Linked DNA regions of Sus scrofa: regions 1, 2, 4 and 5 are each linked to region 3. Evidence: chromatin contacts called from public targeted proximity ligation data. All regions are on one chromosome and are shown on one strand. The core of a region is the stretch at or near the end of the contact, and the rest is flanking DNA. Distances in the headings are between cores, read along the strand shown. Region 1 has its middle 61 kb from the start of B3GNT2. Region 2 overlaps B3GNT2 (N-acetyllactosaminide beta-1,3-N-acetylglucosaminyltransferase 2). Region 3 overlaps LOC106508312 (a long non-coding RNA gene). Region 4 has its middle 37 kb from the start of B3GNT2. Region 5 holds the start of B3GNT2 (N-acetyllactosaminide beta-1,3-N-acetylglucosaminyltransferase 2).

Evidence for each region.
Region 1: a contact with region 3 is called in a targeted proximity ligation map of alveolar macrophages. A contact is called at or near these places in 3 of 47 Hi-C or Micro-C datasets (embryonic fibroblasts and skeletal muscle) and 1 of 2 datasets of targeted methods (alveolar macrophages).
Region 2: a targeted proximity ligation map of alveolar macrophages shows a contact between it and region 3. A contact is called at or near these places in 10 of 47 Hi-C or Micro-C datasets (brain, embryonic fibroblasts, fibroblasts and 6 more) and 2 of 2 datasets of targeted methods (alveolar macrophages and skeletal muscle).
Region 4: a targeted proximity ligation map of alveolar macrophages shows a contact between it and region 3. A contact is called at or near these places in 3 of 47 Hi-C or Micro-C datasets (embryonic fibroblasts and skeletal muscle) and 1 of 2 datasets of targeted methods (alveolar macrophages).
Region 5: a targeted proximity ligation map of alveolar macrophages shows a contact between it and region 3. A contact is called at or near these places in 2 of 5 promoter capture datasets (fetal liver and liver), 18 of 47 Hi-C or Micro-C datasets (alveolar macrophages, brain, embryonic fibroblasts and 12 more) and 2 of 2 datasets of targeted methods (alveolar macrophages and skeletal muscle).

The regions. Positions count from the first base shown.
Region 1 is chr3:79,640,063-79,645,808 of Sscrofa11.1, reverse strand. No RefSeq gene overlaps it. Among named protein-coding and RNA genes, the nearest start is that of B3GNT2, 61 kb to the left of the region's middle.
Region 2 is chr3:79,681,398-79,686,923 of Sscrofa11.1, reverse strand. All of the region lies in intron 1 of B3GNT2 (N-acetyllactosaminide beta-1,3-N-acetylglucosaminyltransferase 2), which reads left to right. Among named protein-coding and RNA genes, the nearest start is that of B3GNT2, 20 kb to the left of the region's middle.
Region 3 is chr3:79,501,413-79,507,235 of Sscrofa11.1, reverse strand. It overlaps LOC106508312 (a long non-coding RNA gene), which reads left to right. Exons shown (of 6, transcript XR_002342643.1): 2 at 5,339-5,499. Among named protein-coding and RNA genes, the nearest start is that of TMEM17, 89 kb to the right of the region's middle.
Region 4 is chr3:79,664,722-79,669,841 of Sscrofa11.1, reverse strand. No RefSeq gene overlaps it. Among named protein-coding and RNA genes, the nearest start is that of B3GNT2, 37 kb to the left of the region's middle.
Region 5 is chr3:79,702,717-79,708,250 of Sscrofa11.1, reverse strand. It overlaps B3GNT2 (N-acetyllactosaminide beta-1,3-N-acetylglucosaminyltransferase 2), which reads left to right and starts at 4,202. Exons shown (of 2, transcript XM_003125112.5): 1 at 4,202-4,491.

The sequences.
Region 1 (5,746 bases), core at 2,784-5,283, 140 kb before region 3:
AAAAAATTACAAAAAAGACAGTGGAAACAAATGAAGAAGAGTGTGGGGAATCAAGTTATGGGGAAATGACCAGGAAAGGTACAGTAAATAAGGGTAAGTTTTGTTATGCAGATTTAAGTCAGCGCCTTCTTCACTAAGTTTCCCTGCGATCAAGAGTCCCCCCTCTCTTCCTAATTCAGAGGGAGACACCCTTACCAATGGAGAGTCCCTTTATAAAGGAAACTTTATAGGAAAGTGTAACTTCTACTCTGTTTTCAGGGCTGCTTCTGTGTTGTGCTGTTTCTCAGAATAATGAGCTTATAATAATCCTTAAACCAAAGAGGCATATTTGGGGTGGCATATTCTGGTTTCTTACAGTGACCCTTGATTTGCAGCTCAGTCAGCAACCCTATTACATACCAATCACTGCGCTCAAACTTCACAAACATGACCTTATTAAAAATAAGCCAACAAAGGAGTTCCCATTATGGCTCAGCAGTAACGAACCTGACTGGTATCCATGAAGATATGGGTTTGATCCCTGGCCTCCATCAGTGGATTAAGGACACAGCGTTGCCGTGAGCTGTGGTGTAGGTCACAGACCCGGCTTGGATCTGGTGTTGCTGTGACTGTGGTGTAGGCTGGTGGCTACACCTCCAATTTTACCCCTTGCCGGGAACTTCCATATGCCACGAGTGTGGCCCCCAAAAGCCAAAAAAACAAAACCAAAAAACCCCCCAAAACAACAACCAAAAAAACCCCAAACCAAAAAAACAAAACAAAACAAAACAACAACAACAAAAAAACCCCAAGCCAGCAAACAAGCAAATAATGTCTCAGGCCTGCCTTCAGAGAACGAGTACTCTAGTTGAAAGACAGGTCTTTCATCAACTCCCTGTAAAACAAAGAGGAGGAATATCAGAATTATGACAGGAGATTCTAGAAAGAGCCATTAATCCTGTCAGAGGATTTGGCAAGAATAAACAGAAAACGGTGACTTCTGATCCTACCTTGAAGGATTTTGATAGCAAAGGTAGATGGCATGCTTGGATGGAGGATCTGGGTGAGCAAAGATCCATAGGTTATTAAAAGCACCAGTTAGTGATGGAAAACCACATTGTCAGGTGCCTGCTGTGGAACTGGAGAGTCCAGGATTTTTGTAATTATTGGCGTGGTTGAACAGTTCTTCCATAGTCATCGTCTGCTGCTCTTCTATTTACGTTTTCTGTATTTGGTCTTGGTCTTAGAACTTGTCCTTAGGTCTTGGTCTAGAGCTTGATGTTCTTCTGTTACTGCAAATCACAAAAAGACTCCCCTTTTCCTATCTTGGAAAGAAAAGGCTTGCTTGGTAGAGGTGTAGAATCTGCTTTGATTTTATTAGGCCCTCCTGATGGATATTTGGACGTTTCACCATTCTACTCTTATTTGATTCAAGGTAATCTGAAAAGAGGAGAAAGGAATTCTTGAGCCACAAAACCCAAATCATGGTTTCTCACAAGCTGCTCCACATGGGGCAGGAGGTTCTAAATCACAGCAACATGGAAAAGATGTTATATTAAGCTGTTATTTTTTCATTCAAAAGTTATTTTTGTTACTAACTACAGATTTAATAAAATACTGGCCAACTCTTGACTGTGTATCTTAACTAAAAATAGAGAGCACAGGATTCAGAATCTAGCTGACGTGGGTTGGAATCTGGGTGCTCCATTTATTAGCCATGAACCCAGGGGTATGTAACTTAGCTTCTCTGAGATTCAATTTTCTCATCTGAGAAACAAGTCTAACTGAAATATAACCAAACCTTCCTGGGCAGCTCAGATCTGGCCTCACCAAATAATGGTGCATTAGAAAAAGAAGGGAAAAGCCCCTATAAATCTGATTGCAAAGGGATTAAAGAATAATCTCTTGTGTTTCTTTGAAATTAGGACATGTTTTCAACCCATAGGAACTTGCCTTTTTTTTTTTTTTTTTTTTTTAGGGCCACACCCAAGGCATATGGAGGTTTCCAGGCTAGGGGTTGAATTGAAGCTACAGCTGCCGGCCTACACCATAGCCACAGCAATGCCGGATCCTTAACCTACTGAGCAAGGCCAGGGATTGAACATGCAACCTCGTGGTTCATAGTCGGATTCCTTTCCACCGTGGACCTTGTAATTGATAGCTTCCCTTCCTTCTTTCCTTTCTAGCACATAAAATGATACATTTGCCATTGATAATATCTTATAGTCACTTGTGTCTTAGATCAGATGAAATGTGACAGATTCTGTGCTGAGGTTTTCCTGGAGCTATGGAGAAAGGAATAGATTATACTTCATGTATCAGAACTTCAAAAAATCCTCTCCAAATATCTCACTCTTTCCCCAAATTCCCCTTGCCTCTATAGTGACCTGACATTTTCCTGTTTTATCTCCAGCCACTTCTGCTACCTGCCAGCCCTTGCGGGCCTCTCATTTCTGCCCTCACCTTTCTCCTCATTCTCCCCTCCCCCACCTTAATCTCTCGCTTCTATAGCCCCTCAGAGTCTCCATCTCTTCTTTCCAATTTAGCCCCTTCTCTTGGTGGCTCCATTTCCTGTCCCCAGGAGCACATTCCATTCAGGAAAAGAAAGAGTTCTCCAAGTAATCTACTGTCTTCTTTAGAAGGAGAATAGCAAGGAAGCGATTATGGCTACTTAACATTTAATTTCATGTGTGTGGTCTCAGAGATAATCATGCTGACCCCCTCGTGAGGCTTCATGAGGATTAGAAGAAACAGGAAAGGAGTTCCCGATGTGGCTCAGTGGTAACGAACCCAACTAGTATCCTTGAGAATGCAGGTTCAATCCCTGGCCTTGATCAGTGGGTTAACCATCCGGTGTTGCCATGGGCTGTGGTGTAGGTCACAGATGTGGCTTGGATCTGCCATTGCTGTGACTGTGGCGTAGGCTGGCAGCTACAGCTCTGATTTGACCCCTAGCCTGGGAATTTCCATATGCCACAGCCCTAAAAGGGGGGGGGAGAGACAGGGAATGCAAATACTTGGCAAGTTGCTGGCACATGTTAATAATTCAATCAATGTTAGCAATCATTATTTACACGTGTTCTATAAATGATGATACAATTAACATTGTAATCCCACACAAAAGAAAAAAGGCCCATGAATAAAGAATCACCCATTGTCTCACCATTACATATTTTCCTGGTTGTAATACCATAAAAATGCCATGCTGAAATCGGATTTTTATGCTTTTCCAGTGACAGAAGCATTCTTGTGAATCACAGACCATAAATGGAGATGTAAAAGGGCGGAAAGAAAGTCATTGCGCATTTTAATGCATTTTAACATGTAGCATTCTGTGATATTTTTAGATCACCACTCAGAGGAACTTGCTGTCATCTCCCTGTGGCATGAATTGCTTTTTCTCCAGAAGAAGGCCATTTGGCAAACACACTGAAACTCAAAGGAATGCTACCACCTTCTATTCTAATGAAGTACCTGAAGACTATTTAAAAAAACTTTGGAAACTAGGGCAATAATTTTTAATATGCTTTCCTATTTCTAATCATGGAAGAGCACACCCTCACAGGGTTTAAAATATAACCTGCGGTCTTGATTGTCACTTCACATCACATGACTGGAATTGAAGAGACCACCTCAGGGCTGAGACCTTGCTACAGACTGAATCGTGCCCTGTACCAGATTCATCGGTTGAATCCCCAACCCCTAATGGGATGGTATTTGGAGATGGGGACTTTGAGAGGTGATTAGGGTTCAGTGAAGTCATGAGGGTGTGGCCCCCATGAGGGGGAATACTACCACCCATAGCGCCCCCATGAGAGACACCAGGGAGCTCTCTCTCCCTGTGTAACACAAAGAAGAGAGCACGTGCAAGGCAGTGGCTGCGGACAGGGCAAGAGAAGGCGCTCAGAAGGCAACCTGCCTCCCTGGCACCTTCATCTTGAGCTTCCCAGCCTCTAGTAATTTCCGTTTGTTTAAGCCACCCAGTCTATGGTATTCTGTTATGGCAGCTTGAATAAACTAATACAGTCTGGGATCCTCCCGTATTCAAAGTCAGCAGAAAGGTTAACACTGAGCTTTCTTAGGTCAGCCTCTCCGTGCAAAGGGAAGCAAGTCTCCTTAGTGACAGTTGAGTCAATATAAGAAGTAAAGAACATTTGCGTAACACAGGCATATTTCAGAGACATTGCAGGTTGGGTTCCAAACCACCACAATACAGTGAGTCACATGAATTTTTCTGTTTCCCAGTGCACATAAAATTATGTTGAAACTATACTGTAGTCTATTAAAGTGTGCAGTAGCATTATGTCTTACACAAAGTACAGACCTTAATTTTAAAATGCTTTATGAGGGGAGTTCCCATTGTGGCTCTGTAGTTAATGAATCCAACTAGCATCCATGAGGACTTGGGTTCGATCCCTGGCCTCACTTAGTGGGTTAAGGATCTGGCGTTGCTGTGAGCTGTGGTGTAGGTCGAAGACGTGGCTCGGATCCTGTGTTGCTGTGGCTCTGGCGTGGGCCAGCGGCTACAGCTCCGATTGGACCCCTAGCCTGGGAACCTCCATATGCTGCAATGTGGCCCTAAAGAAAAAAAGACAAAAGCCCCCCCAAAAAAACAAAAACAACAACAAAAAAAACAAAACAAAATGCTTTATTACTAAAAAAAATGCTAACCATCATCTGAGCCTTCAGGGAGTTGTAGGAGAAACATCAAATGTCACTGATCACGGAATACCATAACAAACATAATAATGACAAAGTTTGAAACATTTCAAGAATTACCAAAATGTGACATAGAGACACGAAGTGAGCAAATGCTGTTGGAGAAATGGCACAGATAGGCTTGCCTGATGCAGGGTTGCCACAAACCTTCAATTTGTAAAAAATGCAGTATCTGCAAAGTGCAATAAAGAAAAACACAATATAATAAGGTGTGCCTGTGTTGCAAATGGAGCTTTGATGAAACCCAAAATTAATTTTATTTTAAGAAATTGCAATGTGCTGCTCAACTGTTCCTGATTCTTTGCTGTCTGAAGGAAGGAGCTGATGAATCCCCAGCCAGTGCAGGATATTTTGCCGTCTCAGGAGGTCTATGCTGCCACTTTGGCACTGACCACTTCAGCAGCTTCTGGGGGCCCCGTCATTTTGTGGTTCAGCTAAGAGACCTTTAGACCATGTCTGGAGTAGGATACAAATGATCTGTGCCTCTTGACCTTGAGGATAACTACATTCATCTCTAAAGGGTAATTCTTAGCTCTTTTTTTTTTTTTTCTTTTTCTTTTTGAGGAGGGGGACTCTGAGAGAAAGAATGTAACTATGGTAAAATTTGGAGTCATTTCCCTGAGAATGAGGTGACAGAAAAAAATTTTCCTCTTCCCTTCCTCCTTTTTGCTATGTATTTGTGTTGTGGGAGAAGGAAAGTTTGCTCTTTAAAACAGGAACTGGGAGTTCCTGCTGTGGCTCAGTGGTAACGAACCTAACTAGTATCCACAAGGACTTGGGTTCAATCCCTGACCTCCATCAGTGGGTTAAGGATCTGGCATTGCCATGAGCTGTGGTATAGATTGCAGACATGGCTGGGATTCTGCGTGGCTGTGTCTGTGATGTAGGCTGGCAGCTAAAGCTCCGATTTGACCCCTAGCCTGGGCACTTCCGTATCCCACACATGTGGCCCTAAATAGTGAAAAATAGATAAATAAATAAATAAAACAAGAACTGGAGTAATGCAGCACTGTAAGTCAACTATACTCCAATTTAAAAAAAAAAAAAT
Region 2 (5,526 bases), core at 1,639-4,138, 180 kb before region 3:
AGGGGTCAAGCAGTGAAAGGAGAACTCCATCTGGCTTGGTGGGGGATGGGTGGAGAGGGCACAGGAATATGATTATATTCTAAGTGACTTCAAATGTGTGTTCTGGGGAGTTCCTGTTGTGGCTCAGCAGAAACTAACCTGATTAATCTCTGTGAGGTTGTGTGTTCGATCCCTGGCCTTGCTCAGTGGGTTAAGGATCCGGTGTTGCTATGGCTGCGGTGCAGCTGTAGCTGCGGTTGCACCCCTAGCTTGGGAACTTCCATAGGCCATGGGTGCGGCCCTAAAAAAAAGTGTGTTTGTAATTTTTCCAAAGGAAATAATAAGGCAGTGGAAAAGGAAGCATATGTGGTTGGTTGTCAGGTTGGTTTTTTTTTTTTTTTTTTTTTTTTTTAATTATAACGAAAATCAGTACCAATTCATAGGTTAGTGATTGGTCAGCCAGGCCAAATACCTGTACTGTCAGAGGGTGCATTAGACATCTGACCACAGAAGAGGAATCGCTGAGACCACGGTCTCTCCCCCCTGTGAACCCAATCAGCTTTATCAAATCTATGGGCACAAAAGCCAACTGTATTTGTAATCAACACAGACATCCAATTTGGACTTCTTCATTTTCCCCTTATTTCCTGTACCTGTGTGACTTAGTTGTGTATGTGTGTTTCAATAGAGGGGCTGTGAAAGGAAACATGTTCCTACAGTCTCTCCAGCAGCAGCATTTGTTAAGTTAGGTGTGGACACAATGAACCCTTACCCAGAGAGGCTTGGGGCCCAAGAGCACTTGTCCATTCTCTCCAGCAGCCTCATCCCATCTGCCCACAAACTGTCTGTGTGGGTCTCTGCATGCTGACACCCTGGGCACCCAGCCCAGCTCTGGGCTGCCCTGCTTCTCCCCAAAGCTCTGATACCTACCATGTTTCAAGCCCCACTCAGGTCCTGCCTCGTCCTCTGCTGTCAACTAATGGACCATTGTCTATTTATTGCTTATCAATTGCTTATCAATTCACTGTACAGCACCCGTGCTTTATACACTTTCCCTCTAACTTTAGATTTAGATAGCACTGTTTATGGTTGGGGATGAGTTCAGATTGGTGATGCAGAGATCTCTCACTTGTGCCAGTTTTCAGCTGTTGCTTGTCAGCTCCAAATTTATCCTTTGTTGCCTGATCTGTGAAAATGGAGCAGGGCCTTCAGATATTTTTTCCTTTGCCTTCTCTACTTTGAGGGCCCTGAAGAGGCTGTTGCAGGATTTTCCTTCCTGGTTCCAGGAGTCTAGAACCTACACTTCTGGGCACCTGCAGGCCATAGCGTTCTCCAGCTTTTGGCTGCTGTGCATTCTGTCCAGCTCTGGCAGCTGAGGAAGAAAGGGGAGCCTGGGCCCAGCCCAGGTTGCTACTTCTCTTCAGCCCTACATGTATGCACACTGGGAGCCCTGTGATTCTGGCCATCTAGTGAGCTGGCCACCTATCTTTGTGCTTAGTATGGCCCATTTTGTCCAGGCCGTGCAATGAGGTATTAAGTTCCTGCAGAGGGAGGCTTCTCCAGGTCCTGGTTCCAGCGGCCCCCTGATACCCTAGGTATATGACTCCCTCTGCGCCCTTCCAGCTGTGTCCCAGTTTTGTTTCCCTGTCACCCTCCTGATGGGTACTCTGTTCCAGACTTTGTGCCAGTACCCTAGAAGGTGGTTCCTGCTTTCCCAGTGACTGGACCATCTCTAGCCTGGGCACCCAGGAACTTTTCTGCCATCTATACCTTCTTCAACAAGCTCCCAATCTTTCACATTTATCCTTTTGGGGGTACTTTTTATCTGGCACAGGGTACGCTTTAAGGTTCTAGTCTATCTTTATAGTTACTCAATTACCATATTTTTGAACTTCCCATGCTTAAGTTATCGTGTGGTTTTTGCCTCCTGGTTGGACCCAGACTGAAATACATCCCATGTACCCCAACTAAGCAAAACAGAAGGATGAATCAGAGAGAAATCTAGGGATTTTTCTGAGGGCTTGTTGAGAGCCTGCCAGCCAGACTTTGTACCCAGGTTCTGGGGCTTGGAGTGGAAACTCTTACTGAGCCATATCCATGCATGGGCTCTTAACAAGGGCTTCCAAAACACATTCAGCTCCATTGCAACATTTCTTTTCTAGGATGGTTTTCCACCTAGGTAAGTAGATGTCCCCGAGTTTTCAGTCTGTCCCACGGGCCTTCCTTCCTTCAGACATGGTCACCCTGTCCCTCTACTGTTGTGGGTCCTCCCATCGCCAGGAGGGAGGTGTGGCAGCTCCTCTGTCTGGGGATGCGATGGCGGGGAGTGCTGCCAGAGGAGCACTGGAAGCTCTGCAGAATCCCACGCACCTGCCTTCCCACACAGCTGGGGCTGGGTGGGGCTTTTCACTCCAGTTTGCCATTTCAAATCTTGCCCTAACCCACCCAGGTGTAGACAGACTCATCACTTCTGTTATTCTTACCTTCCCTAACTTTAGAAAATCCTGCTGTTATACTTGCATATTCAAAAAGGTGAGACAGATTTCTTTTAATACGTGTCACTGACCAGCACACATATAAGTGATTTTCCAGTGTCATCGCTTTAGAGAAAGAGCATGTTTATTTAATTAATCTAGTTGCTGCTGAACATCTGTATTCAGTGAACTTGACCATATGACCAAAATATGTTTGTTCAGCCAATGCTGACTGACTCTCAAATGCCACGTGCAGAGGTCATGGTGGTAGACACAGTGCGAGACCTCCATCACAGAGGATGCCCTAACTCCTGGGAGGAGAGCTTCAGAAGTGACCCTGGACCTAATTGAGGAGGAGGAGCTCTTCAGGAAGGCAGAGCAGACAGAGGGCACTTGCAGATGACAGAGGAGCTGGGGCTTTCCGCAAGAGGGAAATGTGTTTGCTGTGGTTGGAGGTTAAAGTGTATCTGCTGCGGAGTTGGAGGATGTTGGCAGGGGGTGGTGTGAGGGGAAGCACAAGCATCCTAAAGGGCCCTGGCCAGGACCAGAAGGGCATGTGAGTGGAGGCTGGAGGAATGAGGCTGGTGGTCAGGCTGGGGCATATCCTTGGGCAGGAGATCTCATCCAAGGGGCCTCATCTCATCTTGTCCATGAGGCCCTGAGCTCCGGGAGTGGAGAAGAGAGGAGTTGTAGAAGATAGCACGGCTGCAGTTAGGCTGTGAGGGAGCCGAGGTGTGCTGGTGACCAAACGGGGGAGCAGCATGAGCGAGGGATGTGGGTACAGGGGCTGAGAGTGGGTAGCGGAGCTGCGGGAACGAAGGGGTTGGGCTCCCGTGGCAGCCAAAGGCAGAGTGTGAATGGGAGAGGGGAGAGGAGAGGAGGAGGTGCAGGTGAGGCGTGGAAGTGGGGACTTTCGACTCCTGGGGGAAGAAGCAGCTCAAGGTCCTGCTACAAGGGCAAGTGGAAGGAGCGATCCATTGCAGATGAGGGGCCCAGGAAGAGAGACTCCACAAGGTTTAGAGCTAATATCTGGAGTTAACTGCATCCACTTGTAATCCTCCTTTCGGAGGTAATGGTTTAAGGTGGTGGGTAGATGGATTTCTAGAGTGAGAATATTTATAAAAGAGGCAAGAACACTAAAACTTGAGAAATGTGCTTTGCGTTTGTTGTGGGAATCAGAAGCCATGAAGGAAAACTCTTGAATGCTCATTGCATGGTAGTTAACACACTGGTGTGGCAGGTTATGTCATCCCCATCTGACAGATAAGGAAACTGAGACTCAGAGATGTCAAGTAACTTGCATAAGGTCACACAGCTAGTAATAGGTAGCATAATCAGACTTTAACTTTGACTCTAGATACCAGACTCTGACTTTCCAAAGTGAAAAATGATCTGGGACATTCTCTTCCTCAAACATCTACCAGCCTTGTTTTATAATGACACAGTCTTATACCCTGAAGATCTCTAACTCTTGCCAGTTTTACTAAAGGCAGGGGCAAGATGGCCTCTGAGAAGGCTGATTCCCGTTTACTAAATTTTCTTCCTCTTTTTCTCTAAGTTCTGTCTGTGTTTATCTGAGGATTGGACTTGGTGATTGATTTTATTTTAAATGATAAGAACCATTTGAGAAAGATCAATCACACTAGGCTTGGGGACCTATGTAATCCATGGAGACCAGAAGGTGCCTCAGACACTTTGGTGTGTATATAATGTTGCCTGTGGCAACATGTAGGTAAACAGATTGACCACATGTCCTTTTTCCTTTACATTTTGAACATGAAGGGAATTATTACTGACTACAAACTCAATTCCTTGAATTTAGCTGGTAGATGTTCTATGACTTAGAGACCAGAACGCAGTCAGACACGTTCTCTATCTGTGCCGGGTGTTTGGGGAGGCCTGGGGCTCTTGGGCCCTGGTTAAGAACCCAGGCCAGGCTTCTTGCTCCTGTGAAGGAACAGGCTCTAGGGCTGGCCCAGCTCTTCTGGTCCCCACCGAGCAGCTGCACTCACACTCTGATCGCCGCACTGTCTGCCCTGAGTGCCAGGAGGTAGGTTCTCTCCCCCGGAACCGCTTAGCTGCAAGCTGTCCCTGTCTCTTTATCTGAGCAGAACCTGGAAAGGCCTGGCAAGGACCAGGCAACAGATGTGAGCAGCCTGGGAGGGAGGTAAGGATTTAGGAAAGCCACTCTGGCCAGGCTTCTAGAGTGAGGGCAGGGGAGGTTGTGCAGGCAGGATGACGTACAGGTCCTCTGCCCCCTGATATGGCAGGGGGCCAGGGCTCTTTGTCTCTTGGAGGATTCGTGTGTCCCGTTTGCACAGGAGAGTGAGCAGGAAGCAGATTACCCTGGACGTGAAGTGGAGGAGGCTGCTAGCTGAGGAGGCTGCTAGCTAAGGAGCTTGGATTTCCAGCCTCCAAGCCTCAGCCTGACTGGATGGAGTGGCTGGTCAGTTCATTTCATGAGAAGGGCTCGCCTTTCTTTTTCTGTCTGCCTGCCTGCCTCCCTCCTTTCTTTTCTTTCTTTTACACGCATCCATTGTCTTTCAGATTCTTTTCCCACATAAATCATCACAGACTATTGGATAGAGTTCCCTGTGCTGTACAGCAGGTCCCCATTGGCCAATCACTCCATATACCTCAGTGTGCAGATGCCAATCCCAAACCCCCAGTCTGTCCCTCCCACCCGCCTGTCCCCTTTGTTAATCATAAGTGTTTCAAAGTGTGTGGTGGCTCTGTTTCTGTTCCTCAAATAAGTTTGTTTGTGTTCTTTTTTTTTTTTTTTTTGGATTCCATATACAGGTGATCTTACATGATGTTTGTCTTTCACTGTCTGACTTAGTCTTGCCGTTCGTTCTTTTATCCTTAACTTTGGTACAGGGGGCGGGAGGGAACCCTAGGCAGTCTTGGGCGCAGGTTCTGGATTGGGCCTGGGTGTGGTTGCTGGCTCTGTCCCTGACCATCTGCCAACATGCCTGAGCCCCTTGGATGGGGGAGTCAGTCCCTGACTTGGAGTTTTGTGAGAGTGAGTCCTCAGGGCTGTCTGTGGCCACCTTAAAATGTCTTCTGGCCAGTG
Region 3 (5,823 bases), core at 2,511-5,010:
TTGTATGAGCTATTTGTGTATTTTGGAGATCAAAACCTTGTCAGTAACATTATTTGCAGATATTTTTTCCCATTCTGTATGTTTTTTCATTTTGTTTATGGCTTCCTTTGCTATGCACAAGCTTATAAGTTTGATTAGGTCCCATTTATTTATTTTTGCTTTTATATGTATTTCCTTGGGAAACTGAAGAAAACATTGGTACAATTTATGTCAGAATGCTTTGCCTATGTTGTTTTATGGTATCATGCCTTATGTTTCAGACATTAGGCCATTTTGAGTTTATTTTTGTGTATGGTATGAGGATATGTTCTAACTTCATTGATTTACATGCATCTGTCCAACTTGCTGAAAAGACTGTCTTTTCCCAATTGTGTATTCTTGCCTCCTTGTTGAAGATTAATTGTCCATAAATGTGTGGGTTTATTTTTGGCCTTTCTGTTCTGTTCCATTGATCTGGATGTCCATTTTTGTGCCAATGCAATGCTGTTTTGATAATTGTAGGCTTGTACTACTGTCCTAAGTCTGGGAGGGTTATGGCTCCATATTTGTTCTTTTTCCTCAGGATTGCTTTGGCAATTCTGGGTCTTTTTTGGCTCCACATAAATTTTATGATTATTTGTGTTCTAGTTCTGTGAAAAATGTCATGGGTAATTTGATAGGGATTGCATTAAATCTGTAGATTGCTTTGGGGAGTATGGCCATTTTAACAATATTGATTAACAATATTGATTCGTCCAATCCAAGAGCATCTCTCCATTTCCTTGAATCACCTTTAATTTCCTTTATTGTTTTGTAGTTCTCAGCATATAAATCTTTCACTTACTTTCAAACAAGAGCACTTTTGACCCCCGAAGGACATGTTATGTCTAGAGACAGTTTTGATTGTTATGACCATTAACCCAAAACTGGGTTTGCCTCTTGGTGGGTGTTAACAGACACAACTGAGGTGAAGATTGGCAGAAGGAAGGATTGCAGCAAGTAAGAAGAACACTGGGGCTTTCCCAAAGCAGTATCTTCCCAAAAGCAAAACTGGGGAAGTTTTCAGCTAAGGGTACATGCATATTCATGAAGGGGCTTGAGTGGAGGAATTTAGCATAGAATTGGGGCAAAAGTTGACAGAGTCCAAGTCTTAGTTGATTGAAGGCAGGAGGGTTAACATCATTATTCCATCTACACCTGAGTGGGGGCCTTAGTTCCTGCAGAACTCAAAGACGGATCATTATGAATATTTCTTGAGGAGGAACTAGCACTCTGCTCTATCACTGCACTATTATTTGACTGCCTTTTATCTGGTCCTGAATTTCTTTCCTTAAGATCACTAATTATTAAGATCTATTCAAGGGCAAGAATGGCAGTCAGGCTTAGATCACCAATGGCTTAGGCCAAAATGACTTCTCTTATGTCAAGAAAGCCATTCCTGGCTCTCTTTCTCTGGGGACCCCCTAACCTATCTGCTTACATGACTAGAAAGCTGCTACCGGCACCTAGTGAGTAGAGGCCAGACATGCTGCTAAATGTTCTGAAATGTACAGATGAAGCCTCACAATAAGGATTAACTGGTCCAAAGGATCACTAGTGCTAATGTGGAGAAACTGACTTGGGTCCATCTCACAATCTCCCCCTTCCCACCCCACCCCTACCTCATGATCTGATTTATTTATTTTTTTTAGGGCTGCACCTACAACATATAGAAGTTCTCAGGCTAGGTGTCAAAGCGGAGCTGCAGCTGCCAGCCTACAGCACAGCCACAGCAACACCAGATCTGAGCTGCGTCTGTGACCTATCCCGCAGCTTGTGGCAATGCTGGATCCTTAACTCACTGAGTGAGGCAGGGATTGAACTTGCGTCCTCATGGATACTAGTTGGGTTCGTAACCCACTAAGACACAATAGGAAACACCCCCCCCCCCGCCCCGTGATCTGATTTCTGTTACAGCAGTGGTCCAGGGCCCTGGGTGGGGGGCACATGCATTCTCACTTCAGTATCTCTTAGAGGCCACATCAGAACATGAAGGACTCAGTTTGTACTCCAGCTACAAGTTCATGCAAACAAAATAAAGATTTTTGAGGTACTGGAGTGCAGCAGAAATGAATCTGACTAGGAACCTTGAGGTTGCAGATTCGATCCCTGGCCCACTCAGTGGGTTAAGGATCCAGTGCTGCCATGAGCTGTGGTGCGGGTCACAGAGGTGGCTCAGATCTGGCATTGGTGTGGCTGTTGTATATTTTGGCAGCTGTAGCTCTGATTAAACCCCTAGCCTGGGAACCTCCATATGCTATGGGTGCAGTCCTAAAAAGCAAAAAAAAAAAGAATTTTGAGGTACTAACACATATAGGTGATATTATTTTTATATCAGGCTCTGTATTAAGTAAGCATTTTACATATTTTATCTTTGGCAATTTTTGTAAGCCAGCTTAGATGCTGTTATTATCCCTATTTTAAAGACTGGGGAACTGAGACTTGGAAAGGTTAAGGAACTCACCCAAGGCCGCAGAGCCAATAGTTGACAGGGCCAGGTTTCCAGCCTAAACAGGCAGACTGACTCCGGCACTGACAAACATATCCAGGCAAAGTAAAGATGGCACATTCCTGGGGCAAGCCCATCTGGTGCCCACCTTGGGCCTGCGGAGGTCAAGGGCTTGCTGCCATCCTCTGGGACAGAGGGATCAGCACCCCTCACTTCTTAGCATATCTGCAACCCCGACTCTCCAAGCTGGGCAGGGAACAGCCTGACCTGCTGTGCTTCTTAAAGAGGGGAGAGCAGAGAGAAGGGAGAGGCGGGCTGGTTTTGTACAAGGGACAGTAAAGACAGAGACCAACAGGAAGAGATGGGCGAAGAAGGGAGGCTTGGAAGCCCTTTATTATTTATTATAGCAGAGGAAAGAATGGGAGGTTTGTTTCTAAGCCATAAATAACCTCCTTTGATCTCTGTACATATCAGAGATAAATGAGTCACTTAGGCCTCAGAAATTAATGATTGTTCCAATTATTACCTTAAGTGACCTTCCAGCATTAGTAATCCCTACCACTCCCTGCAAAGAAGCTGTGTCAGGGTTTGACCAGGGTAGGGGAAGAGGCCAGTCTGAAGTGGGGAGCGTTCTTTCGGTGATTGAGCTCACTTTGCAAAGAGGAAACCAGTCTCAGCTCTTAGGGCCCAAGAAGAGCTGGAGCCAGACACCAATCTCTGGGCTCCGCTTCTGTCTTTGCCTTTAGGACCCTGCTGACTCCTGACCTCCCTGAGAGGGTGGGTGTAGAAGGATCTGCAGAGCTGCCTGGCCATCTGGAAGCAAACAGGGGTTTGGTGCCAAGTGAACATGACCTTCCGACCTTCCGCAGGCCCCTTCCCATTCAGATTCGAGGAAGAGCTTTGAAGTTTCCTTTGTGTTCGTGTTTTCTTAGCCCTGATCCCGCTGTACTGGAATGAGTGTGCAGCCCTGCCCATCCCTGGAGATTTATCCCCCATCTACAAAAACCTTAGAAAAATACTGCAAGCTCCACCCATCATCCCCAAACCACTGACTGCTTTTTCCTCAGGCGAAAATACAAAGGAGAAGCTCAGAACCCCCACCAGGAGACATTCTGTTCGTGTTTATAGTTTCTCCAGAGACATTCCGATGACACCCCCCCACCCCACCCCCGGAAACCAGATCCCAGGGCAGGAGCTCCTAAGATGTGCGTGTTGGGAGGTATGGAGAACACAGCCAGGGGAAGGGTCAGACCACAGACTGTCCCTGAAGCCTCCAGGCTGCCGGCTAGGGCAGTACAGGCAGACCCCAGAGAGAAGAAAAAGCAGGTGGTTTCAACCTTTCTGGTCACACCCAGTGAGCCAACCACTGCGCTTTGTGTAGACAAATATTGGTCTCAGGAATTTTGTTGCTCTGAAAGTCACAAAAGGGCCTCTTCTGTCATATTGCTCAGAAGGTTGGTAAGTCAGTATTGAAAAAGAAGGTGTGGAGGGGAGGATCAGGGGGCAGTGGAGTGTGTCTTGAAGAAATACTGAAGACAGTTAGATAGAGGAGAGAGAGAGGGAGAGAGGGAAACCTAGAATCCCAAAGCAGCTTTAGAAGATTTTACCTGGTTTGCTGTTCAGGGTGGAGACTCTTAGAAATGGTGCTATCTTGTGGTTATTAAGGGGAATTACAACATGTCTGTATATGTCTGTCTCTCTCCCTCCTTCCCTCTCCCCCTCCTCCTTCTCCCTCTCTCTCTCTCCCTTCCTCCAGGCCATATTCCAAAGTCAGATGTTCATTTTTTTTTTCTTTTTTTTGTCTTTTTGCCATTTCTTTGGCCGCTCCCGCGGCATATGGAGGTTCCCAGGCTAGGGGTCTAATTGGACCTGTAGCTGCCAAGCCTATGCCAGAGCCACAGCAACGCGGGATCCGAGCCGCGTCTGTGACCTACACCACAGCTCGTGGCGACGCCGGATCTTTAACCCACTGAGCAAGGCCAGGGATCGAACCAGCAACCTCATGGTTCCTAGTCAGATTCGTTAACCTCCACGACGGGCACTCCATTTTTTTTTTTTTTTTAAGTCAGATTTTCAGATTTCCATATACAAGTTTCTAGAATGGAACCGTCCAAAACCAGTACCTACCAGCCACATACATTACTTTATACTTAAATGTACATTAATTGCGTGAAATATAATGTAAATTTCACTTCCTCAGTCACACTAGCCACATGTCAAGTGCTACTGTACTGAACAGCACAAGTGTAGAATGTTTCCGTTGTGGCCAAAAATTCTACTGAATAATGCTTTTTTAGAAAGTTCAGAGCTGGCGTTTCCATCATGGCTCAGCGGAAACGAATCTGACTAGTATCCATGAGGATACAAGTTCAATTCCTGGCTTCACTCAGTGCGTTAAGGATCGGGCGTTGCTATGAGCTGCGGTGTAGGTCGCAGATGCATCTCGGATCCCGCGTTGCTGTGGCTGTGGTGTAGGTCGGCAGCGGCAACTCTGTTTTGATCCCTAGCCTGGGAACCTCTGTGTGCCATGGGTGCAGCCCTCAAAAGACAAAAAAAAAAAAAAAAAAAAAAAAAAAAAGGTTCAGAGTTGTCATTTGATAGAACATTACAGCAATTCAGAAGAAATATAGTTTAGAGCCTGCTTTCTGCTTTCACAGTGCCCACTGGTTGAAGATTTACGGAGCAATTTCTCTCCAAACAATTTCCTCCCTCCCACTGTTAGAGAGGGCTCCAGGAATGGCTAGGGCAGTGCCCGTATTTTGGTAAGAAAAGCAGACCCGGAGTGGGCTACACCTGGGTTAGAACACAAGCTCTGCCACTTAGGCTTCTTTGGGCCTTGGTTTTCTCATCAGTTTCTCGGGATTTTTCCAGTTCTACCAGGCTGTGATCTGCCAGCGTTTTATGAGAGCTGACGTCACACCAGGAAGGAGGCACCCATAGCATCTGCAAATGCAGGGGCTCAAGCTGTGGATCTTGGCGTTCCACCCAGCCTCCACCAAATAGCCCCAAAGCCATGTCCACATACCTCTCAAGTGAGTCCCTATTTACCTGATGAAATACCTGTTTGGTGTTTGACACAATTCTTTTTTTTTTTTTTTTTTTTTTTGTCTTTTGTCTTTTTAGGGCTGCACCCGAGGCATATAAAATTTCTCAGGCTCGGGCCCAGTCGGAGCTACAGCTGCTTACATCACAGCCACAGCAATGAGGGATCGGAGCTGTGTCTGTGACCTACACCACAGCTCATGGTAATGCCATATCCTTAGCCCACTGATTGAGGCCAGGGATCGAACCTCGTCCTCATGGATACTAGTCATGTTCGTTAACCCCTCAGCCATGACGGGAATGCCTCAATTCTA
Region 4 (5,120 bases), core at 2,267-4,766, 160 kb before region 3:
CCCCAAGCATCCATCTCTTGGAATGTAAGCAGCACAGTTTGATTCATTCTTAGAGAACAGTTCAACAGCTGAGGCCTCCGTGGAAACTGGTGTTTGGACCTTTTTCATGGTTACTCCAAGTCATGTTGATTTTTGAGTTTGAAGGTCAAAAAGGCTAAATGAGCATTGCCTGAGTTTGGACTTTTCATAAACCCAACCAGGCCCTAAGAGGAAAAGGATGAAAGATATCAGAATGGCTCATTTCCACCCCGACCCTGGTTTCCTTTCTTGAGTTGGTCAAGGGAGAATGGAAAAGAAGGGCAGGAAATTTGAGTCACACTTGAAGCTGAATCCAGAATTAAAGGCACCTGAAAGTGGCCACCTCCTTCCTACTTCTCTACCCTGATCGGTGTGGTCTGGAATGTCTGTCCTGGGTTGTCGTGGCTCCCTCAGATGCAGAAAGAGAAAATGCATTTATTGAGGAAAGGATGGCTTATTTTCACTTCCAGGAAAGCTGAAATGAATGAAGCTTTTAATTGGGCCAGAATTTAACTTCTCTGTGATCTCTCTGCCTTAAGAAAAATGTCAGATGAAATAAAAATTCTTGTTTAGAACAGGATAACAAATACTTCCATGTGCTGGGCTGTATAGATTATATAAGATAAATTAGTTTTTCCTTTATGTTAATTCTATATTGGCTTTCTTTTTTAAATGCTAGGGTCAGAGTTCCCATCGTGGCACAGTGGAAACGAATCCGACTAGGAACCATGAGGTTGCGGGTTCGATCCTTTGCCTTGCTCAGTGGGTTAAGGATCCTGTGTTGCTGTGAGCTGTGGTGTAGGTCACAGACGTGGCTTGGATCCCGAATGGCTGTGGCTGTGGCTGTGGCTGTGGGGTAGGCCGTCAGCTGCAGCTGATTAGACCCCTCGCCTGGGAACCTCCATATGCCTCGGGTGCAGCCCTAAAAAGCAAACATAATAAATAAATAAATGCTAGGGTCATCTGCCAGATAATTTTGAAATTGAACTTTAATTAAACAATAAATCTGAGGAGTTCCTGTTGTGGCACAGTGGTTACGAATCCAACTAGGAACCATGAGGTTACAGGTTCGATCCCTGGCCTTGCTTGGTGGGTTAACGGTCCGGTGTTGCTGTGAGCTGTGGTGTGGGTTGCAGACATGGCTCGGATCCTGCATTGCTGTGGCTCTGGTGTTAGGCTGGTGGCTACAGCTCCGATTCGACCCCTAGCCTGGGAACCTCCATATGCTGAGGGAGCGGCCCTAGGAAAAGGCAAAAAGACAAACCAAACCAAACCAAACAAACAAACAAAAACCAATAAATCTGAGAAATTAGTTATCATGATTTATTCAAGTCTCACGTGAAAGGAAGGGTGTTTGCCCTTAAAATCATCTTAAAAGGTAGAGGCTGAGAATGAGGCACTTTTTTGTCTGTAAGGAGCCCGTAAAATCTTGTTTCTTCACATCATGTGTGAAATGCTGTACTTATTAATTGTAAGATGCAACACCTTTTACATAAGTTTAAAGACCAGTTCAATATGATTTGTAACAATTGTATCATATGACTCATTGCGGAAGTGTTAAAATGTGACATACTTCATCTTAGAATTTAATTGAAATACGGCATTAGTATACACACATACACTCTTAAATTGAAGATGGAGCTCTGTTGAGGTTTCTTTCCTTCTTCTGTCACTTTGATCTGTGTTTAGAAATGTTCGCTCAGGCAACCATGGTAGTGGCTTCTGAGCTCTGGCAGTGGTTTTCCTCCTGTCTGTTGTGTGTGTAAAAGGGGATGTATTGATTGTGCTGAAGCAGCACAAGTAGAGCTTTTAATTTGATTCTAATCCAAGGGCTTATTTCCAAGTCAGGGGCCTGGCAGGTGAACAGGGGTGCTTGCAGCTTCCTGACAGCTGCCCTGCTTCGGGGAAGTGCCCTTTCCTCCTATGCAAGCAGCAGGCCGACCCCATGAACAACTTGCGGCCTCAGTGTCAGCATGGGCTCACTCGTTGCTCTGGGATCCTACCATCTTCTGTCGTGCCCATGCTCATCCTGTCTTCAGCTAACACTCTCTTCCAGTTCATCATCCACGCCCTTCCCAGACTGGCTTTCCTAACCATTCTATGGAAATGGCCATCAGTAATCCTGATCCTGGCACCAATTTCAACCCCCTCCCCTTTTAAAGGAACTATGTCAAAATGAAAAAAATATTATCCTACCCTTGGTTGGGGTTCTTCCAGAAACAGACCTTAAGAGGCGGATTCTAGGAGTTCCCTTGTGGCACAGCTTGTTAAAGTTCTGGTGTTGTCACTGCAGCAGCTTGGGGTTCACTCCCTGGCCAGAGAACTTTCACATGCAGAGGCACAGACCAAAAAAAAAAAAAAAAAAAAAAAGGAAGGGTTCCCTTTGTGACTCAGTGGTTAACAAATCCAACTAGGATCCATGAGGATGTAGGTTGGATCCCTGGCCTCACTCCTTGGATTAAGGATCCAACATTGCCATTATCTGTGGTGTAGGTCGCAGACACGGCTCGGATCTTACATTGCTGGCATAGGCCAGCAGCTGTCGCTCAGATTTGACCCCTAGCCTGGGAGCTTCCATATGCTGTGGGTGCGGCCCTAAAATAGCAAAGAAAAAAAAGGAAAGAATATTAGTATCAAGGGACAGTTTCTTTTTTGTTGGGATCAGAGCACTCTGATTCTAGTGCAAGAGGGTCCATAGTCCATGGCAAAATGATGCGAGGAAGGAGGGCAGCCAGTAGAAGTGTGTGCTAAGCCACCTGGAACTGGATTTCAGGTCAAGAAAGAATATTAAGGAAGTTCTCTTTGTGGTTCAGCAGTTAACAATCCCGACTAGTATCCATGAGGATGTGGGTTTGATCCCTGCCCTCTCTCAGTGGGTTAAGGATCCAGCGTTGCTGTTAGTTGTGGTGTAGGTCGCAGACAAGGCTTGGATCCTGCATTGCTGTGGCTCTGGCGTAGACCGGCGGATACAGCTCTGATCTGACCCCTGGCCTGGGAACCTCCGTGTGCCCTGGGTACGGCCCTAAAATAGCAAAAGCAAAAAAGGAAAGAATATTAATATCAAGGGGCAATTTCTTTTTTTTGTTGGGATCAGAGCCCTCCCTGCCTTGCCTTGACCTTGCTAATACCCACCCTGTTCAGCCTCAAGCACCCTGACCCTCCTCTGACCGCCTTGGAGTGAGGCCTCTCCTTCCCTCCCTTGTTTGTCTTTATTTTCGTGATGACAACTGGCGCTGGCCTGAAAGGGCCTGGGACAGAGCTGTCTCCCCCTCTGTATAGCTCAGCAGCTGAAGCTACTGAGGGGCGGGGTGGGGGTGGGGATGGCCCAGGCTAGAGGGCCCTCGGGCTTTTTCACAGACACTCAACGCTGCCCAGGCCAGTAGCCCTTCAGCTGCCAAAATTTCCTGAGTGGGTAGGAAGAGGCCAGGCCTTCCCAGCTCAGTCTGGCCCCACCCAGCTTCTCCCCGGGCCCCAGAGAAAGGCCTGGCTCTCACTTCCTTTGAATCACTGGACTTTTCCTCCTCGTGTTCAAGGCTTCAAGGGACTGGGCTCAGAATGCCTTTTCCTACTTGTCCTACTTCATTGCAAAATGAGACAGAGTCATGGGTTGTTAACTAATCATTAGGTAATTTATTTCCCGTCTGTGGGTAGAGAGGAGAATGGAAACAGAGAACTTTGTTGGCACATCGAAGAGTTAGCCGGGGGCCAGGTTGGAGGAGCCTAGCAGGAAACCTAACCATGCAGAGCCCCAGGGTCAGACGACAGGTTTCAGGATCCAAAACAGTGACAAGGCTCAAGTCCTGTCTGTCCTTCCCGTTGGAACCTGGGGGCCCCCCCGCACACCTGGAGCCTCTGATCCGCTCTTGCCCTCCTGGCTGGGAGAGGCCAAGGGAGAAAAGAGAGGCCAAGGGAGAAAAGCCAGAAAACGATCACGCATGGGCAACCCAAGCCTCCTCACGAGCAATAATCTCACATGGATTTTTCTGCTTGTGGGATGTGAGACATGAGCGGTGGACATTGAGGGGCGAAGTTGTTGGGCTTAAAGCTGGTGGGAAATGCCTTTATTTATTTGATTGCAAAAGCCTCCCCGAGTGAGTCACTGTGGAAAGAATGAAGAAGGAGGGGTTGTGATGCCTGGTCGGGAAAGCTGGAGAACCTTCTCACTCATGGAGTCCTGCTGGATGGAAGAAGACGAACGGGATGAACAGAAGATGCAGGACAAACCCAGGGAGAGCCCGCTGGCCCGAGAGGCAGGGGAGGAGCACTTCACAGCCTGTCTTGCTGGTCCCACCTCCAGAAATTGTACAAGTGCTTATTAGAAGGAGCTGGCACCGCCCTGCAGCTGAGTACCTGCTCAACATAGGGGCTGTCCTAGCATTTACACCCTCCAGATTTTTTTTCTTTCGTACCTGAGAATTTTTTGGGTTGTTTTAAGAATCAGTACACGGGCATTTCAGTTTGTACACAATCTTACTATATGCAACCCAAATCTAAAACCTCATATAGTTGTTCTGGTGACTTTCCAGCTTCAAATTTGGAGGCCACTTTTCCTTAACAGGATATCAAGTACCAGTACCTTCAGATACTGATCTGCTGTTATATGTCCCATGAATTCACAAGTTAATATCATATACATGACATCCTCAAATCTTCCGTCATTCACAACACATTAACAAAGTTACTAGGAAAACTGGACTACGAGACCAAAGATGTTACCGAGTGCACAAAACTCTGAGCCGGGGAGCCAAGATTAAGGAGTGGTTTGCCTTAGGAAACAATGGTACCAGAAACAACACGGGAAGAGAACTAAGTAATTAAAGTGTTCAAGACATTAAGTGAACAACTGATTTCCAAATTGCCATTTAGTATGTTTTGTGTTTTTTTTATTTTTTATTATTATTTTTGCTTTTTAGGGCTGTACCGTCGGCATATGGAGGCTCCCAGGCTAGGGGTCTAATCAAAGCTACAGCTGCCAGCCTACACCACAGTCACAGCCAGATCCGAGCTGTGTCTGAGACCTACACCGCAGCTCATGGCAATGCTGGATCATTAACCCACTGAGTGAGGCCGGGGCTTGAACCCGAAACCTCATTGTTCCTAGT
Region 5 (5,534 bases), core at 2,953-5,452, 200 kb before region 3:
GCTGCCATGCTGTCTTGCTATCCTGCCATATCTCTGGTCATCTCAACCTTCCCACCTTCTGCAATGACTGTGTCAAATCTTCTCTACTCTCTTTAAATCTCTCACCTGTCCTTGTCCCTCTCCCAGTCCCCTCCCCAGAGCAAGAGGAAGGCATCAGGTGGGGGGATTGAACGTTCTATACCAAACCTGCCTGGTTCATCAACGTCTAACCTCCTTCCTCCTGTTGTAATAGAGAAGGTGGCCTCCTGCATGAGGTAAGGCTTTCCACCCACTCTCTGGTTCCGTTATCTCCCATTATCACAGGAGCCTTCATTGTCCACTGTCCTTTCTCTGCCGTACCTTCTTCTTCCTCTTCTCTATACAGTTGTCCTTATCTGCATTTAAACACATTCAATTTATTCCACCCTAAAATAAATGTAAACTAAAATAAACCCTTTACTGGCAAAACATTCTTCTCCAGCTATTTCTCTCTCTGACCCTTCATAGTCAAACCCTTCAAGAGTTGCTGGTAGTCAGTACCTTTCTTCATCTCTCACTCACTTTTCAATCCACTCCAGTTTATCTCCCACCTTCTCACTCCACAGTCACTGCTCTGTAAAATTCCCAGTGACACCACGGTCACCCAATTCAGTGGATGCATTCAGGCCTCATTTCCCCATTTCTCAGCCACTTTGAGTGTTGTTGGCTACTGCCTCCTATGACACATTCTTTGCCGGGGCTCTAGACTCCACTTCCCCAATCTCCTACTTTTTTTCCTGCCTCTTTGGCTGTTCCTCCACTTTCTCTGCCCGTTTGCTTCCGTCTAGCCTTAAGATAAGGGTTCCTAAAGCTCAGTCATAGGCCCTCTATACTCTCCTCAGAGGCCATCTCACTCTCATGACTTTCTTGCCACCTCTACACCAGCTACTTCAGTCCCAGCCTCTCTACAGAGCACCAGACCCTGCAGCCAACCACCTACACAACATAACATCTCCACGTGGACATCCTACAGGCGCCTCAAACCCACCCTGACCAAATGTGAACCTTGAGGAGGTTTTCTCAATCCCCCTTCCCTAAGGTTCCCCCAACTCAGAAAATGGTACCACCATCCATCTGTTTGAAGAAGCAGCGATCTGGGTGTTTTCCTTGATTCCTCCTTGGCTAAGTAATCCCCAGGTCTTGTTAGTATCTACATCTTTCCATTTGCTCCACTGCTTAAACAAACAGCCCTTTCACTTATATTATAGCAACAGCCTCCTGACTGTCCTTCCACTCCGCTCCTCCCCCTCCCTTATTCCTTCATCACATTGCAGTCAGAGGGATGGTGTGAAAATGGTATAGTAGGCCCTGCATGATCTAGTCTCTGCCTAGCTCTCCAAACTCCTCTTCAAAGCCACCCCTACCCTCACCCCCCTTTGCAGCCGGAACCAGCCAGGAACTCTGTTCCACTCTCATCTTTGCCTAAGTAAATCCTACTCACCCTTCAGAGTTCAACTCAGATGTCACCTCCCCTTGGACTCCCAGACAAATGGTCCCTCTTCCTTGCACTCCCTTTGGCCAGTATCACAATTGTCATTATACAATTGACAGTGCATTTAATTGTTAAGCTCCTCTCTCTCCAGCTAGACTGTGAGCTCCGAGAGGGAAAAGTGTGTCGGCTGTGTTCACCATGCTAGTGCTGAGCCCTGTGCCATGCACCTAGGAGGTGGTCGACACATCCTTTGTTAAATAAATGAATAATACATCTTTACCTACTGATGATGGGCCCAGGCCCCAACCCAAGAGCAAAACTACAGCCGAGTGGGCATTTAGCATTGAGTAACTGAGTGAAATAGTGGAATTTAGCATTGAGTAATTCCCCCGAAGACACAGTGTAACTGTTACAGATACACTCCCAGCTGCATTAATTAATGGCACTATGGAGAGAATGCCTTTATTTTTTAATTTCAGGGCCTGGGCAGTTTTTGGCAGCTGCAGAGGATAGAGCTTAATTTCCTTGTTGGTTGCCAGCTGACATTGTAGCAGCTCCTCTACTAAAAACCAGTTGGCTGGCAGGCCCTGAAAGTATGTCTGTGGCTACTAGGAATGCATTTAAAAGGAAGACACATATGTGTAGAAACAATCAGATTTTTCCTGATCTGATGGCGGGGAAAAAAAAAATCTTCAGATGTTAGTCTTGTCCCATCACAGCGTTTAAAGATCAGAAGAGTAGCCTAGAGATATTTTTATTTAAACCAAGGAACAGGGGTTCAGGATTAATTATTTTGACATGGAAAGACATAGGCTTCATTTGTTTATTAGCTTATACTTTCTGCAGCGTTCTTAAACAATTTCTAATATTTTTATTTATTTGAAGATGTTTTATTTGTTTTCTAAATTATGGAAGTTAATATAACTGGAAAAAAAATTCAAAGTCAATAAGGGTATAAAATTCATCTCCCTCAATCCCACATCTGGGATAATAGTGGTTAACAGCCTGTCTGTATCCTTCCAGAAGTTTTTCTTTGAAGATACAAAAATCCGACTGTTTCTTTGACTTTATGTCGCAATTTTAGGAGAATCATGTGCTCAACATAAAAGCAAAAAGGACTTAAGACTGCAAATCAAAACTTTCCCAGAAGTGACTCAGAATTTCTATTTCGGAGTTCCCGCTTTAGCTCAGTGGATTATGAGCCCCACTAGTATCCATGAGGACGCGGGTTCTATCTCTGGCCTGGCTCAGGGGGTTAAGAATCTGGCATAGCTGCAGCGGCTTGGATCCTGTGTTGCTGTGGCTGTGGTGTGGGCCAGCAGCTGCAACTCCAATTTGATCCCAGCCCTGGGAAGTTCCATATGCTGCTGGTGCGGCCCTAAAAAGAAAAAAAAAAAAAAAAAAAAAAAAAATAGAATTCCTGTTTCTAGAGGATGACACCCAGGTGGCTCCTTGCCTCTAGCAACAACCTGCCCCTCTTTCAATCTGAGCTTGGTTAAGAGTAAGGGCACGTGGTTGAGTAGGCTGAGCTCAAAGGTGCCTGAAATTACTACTTTAGCAATTCTTTCTCTTTCAGCTAATTCCACCTCAGAAGCCAGAAAAATGCAAATAATTAAGGGTGTGGTGCTCTTAATTCCTTAGTCTGATTATCTAGAGGGGATTGCTTTCTTTCTGGAGAGATAAAACCAAAAGAGGGGATGCTGTCAGGTGCGCCTCTTGGCCAGAGGCTTACCTCCAGGCAGTACGTAAGGGGGATAGAACTGATTGTGCTAGATCTTTCAAACCAGGGCAACCTCTCCATCCGGTTGCACCGGGCTCACCTGGGGCCCTCAAAGTTGTGTCAGCAGCATCTTGGGCTCACCTTAAAATGCAGTGCTCTGGCGAGCCCGCTGGGGGACTGGGATAGGAGGGCGCGTCAGTGGTCCCCAGAGTCCCATTGGGTGTGTGGGGGGTGTAGGCACCAATTCCCCATCCAGCCTGAGGGATGTATATCACAGCTCGGCCATTAAGGCTGCACCTAGGTATCCGGGCCGTGGTGTGGGTTCGAGGCCCAGTTTCTAGGCATGCTGCGTTTTTGGCGTCCTGAGACTTGCCAGGAACCTCAAGAAAACCATCTGTAAGACACCACAAAGAGAACTAAGACTCCCCTCTCCTCATGTACTGGGTGGCTTCATAAAGATCGGGTAACAGTTCAAAGTAGGCATCATTTGAATACCTAAGAGGTGGCAGCAGGTACTGGAGGGTCAGAGAGCAATGGTCAAGTTCCATTTTGGCCCCAGGAACCCCTACCTTCATCTTCCATGGTGGAACCCCAGGGTTTTGCTGGGGCACATTGGCACAAGCACTTGGGTGGTCGCAGTTCGGCCTAGAACCAGTCACAAACACTCTGGCCAGAAGAGGCCACTGGAGTCCTCACCAGGCCATGTGCTTAGTTTCCCAACGTCAAAGGTACTACAAGAAGGATTTAGGTTAGACTGGAGTTGGAAAATAGTTCTTTTGAGCTTCGAGCTGCCCTTTTTCCCACCGAGGGTCTAATTCTTAGGGTCCCTTTCCCCTAGTTTAATCCTTTGCTTCTCAGGTATGGGCATGGAGAGACCCTGGAACCAGGAGCAACATCAGCTTGGGCGGGTCCCAGGAGCCCCTGGCAGACAGGGAGAAGCTGCGCCTTCCCTAAACTTGGGTCTCTGGGCTGCGGGCCAGACTGGGCGGTAACATGAGGGGCGGTGCCCGGCCTGATTGGCGCATCGGGCAGGGGCGGGGCCGCGAGGACCAGGAGGGCCGGGAGTCCGGAGGCGGTGGAGACGCCACGAGCCGTGAGTGAGGCGCGGCAGAGGTGGCTGCAACAAGTGCCGGAACCGAGCCCGGGCCGAGCCGAGTCAGTCACCCCGTCGCCGACACCACCAGTCCGCCCTTCGCGGGCGCAACGCATGGAGCGAGAGCGGCGGCGGTCGCCGGGCTGAGCCGCGCGGAGCGGCAGGGACGTGGATGCAGCCGCGATCTCCCGCCCCCGCCCCGCTGAGCAGGAGCTGCTCCCGGACAAGGTAGGGCCGGGCGGGTCTACACTCCCGCAGCCTCCCTCCCACCTCCCAGGCTGGCTTCGCTCCCTCCTAGCTCTCTAGTTCCTGGCTCCCCCTTCACCGCCCCCCCCCCCAATACAACCCAGTTCCTCGCCGGTTCCGGCTTCGTACCGACGCCCCAGCGGAGGAAACCGTCTCTAGGTGGCTTCTGCCGCATTTAGGTGTCCCCGTCCTCCCCCTCGGCCCCCCGCCACCTTCTTTGCCCTGAAGGAAGAGGATAACGAAACCCATGGTACCATGCCTTCTGAGCCTCTTGCTCCATTCCACACCCGCCCCGGGACCTAGGAATATCCCTCCCTCCCCACTGCACCCCAACTTCCGGGGGAGCCCGCGCGGGGGTGATGCAGGCGTTGGGAAGGGGAGTCTGAGGCTGGGCCTCCTCATTTGGGTTGTCCTGGCGTTTCGGGGAGGGGGCGGTGGTAGGTTTCGCACTTGCACCCCCGCACCCCACCCTCGCACTGCGCTGCCTCTGGTGCCGCATGGGGAGATCAGGTGTTTTGTGAGCCAAAGAGCTGCCGGCAGTCTCTCCCCACCCCCATCCGCCTGCCACTGCCACCTCTGGGTCCCTAAAGGCTGGTTTCTGTGAAACTTAGGGAGAGAACCTTTTGCTGTGACCTCTACAAAAATATTCCACGGCGCCCGCGTTGAATGATTAACCAGGCTGCTTGACCGAAACCTGGGGAGGGGGAAGGGTGGGTGCTTTGGGGAGCTCGTCGAGCCGGCCTCTGTAAAACACCTGGCGTGCAGGGTGGTCTTGGATCGGTGCGGACTCTTCCTGGCCTGCCGTGGGACGGCAGGCCGACCCTTCTGGAGGCAATGAAACCCAGTTACCTTAATTTCCAGGCCACAGTATTTTCCATTCAGGAAAGCCCCAGAATCCACTGTCTCCTATGAGAAGGGGAGAAGCAGCCTAGATAATCCCTACAAGTGTCAGAGCCTGAAACCTGGGTTGGCGAGGACACTCTCCTTAAAAAGTAAAGGTGGTATGCTTGTCTTTTCATCCCTGT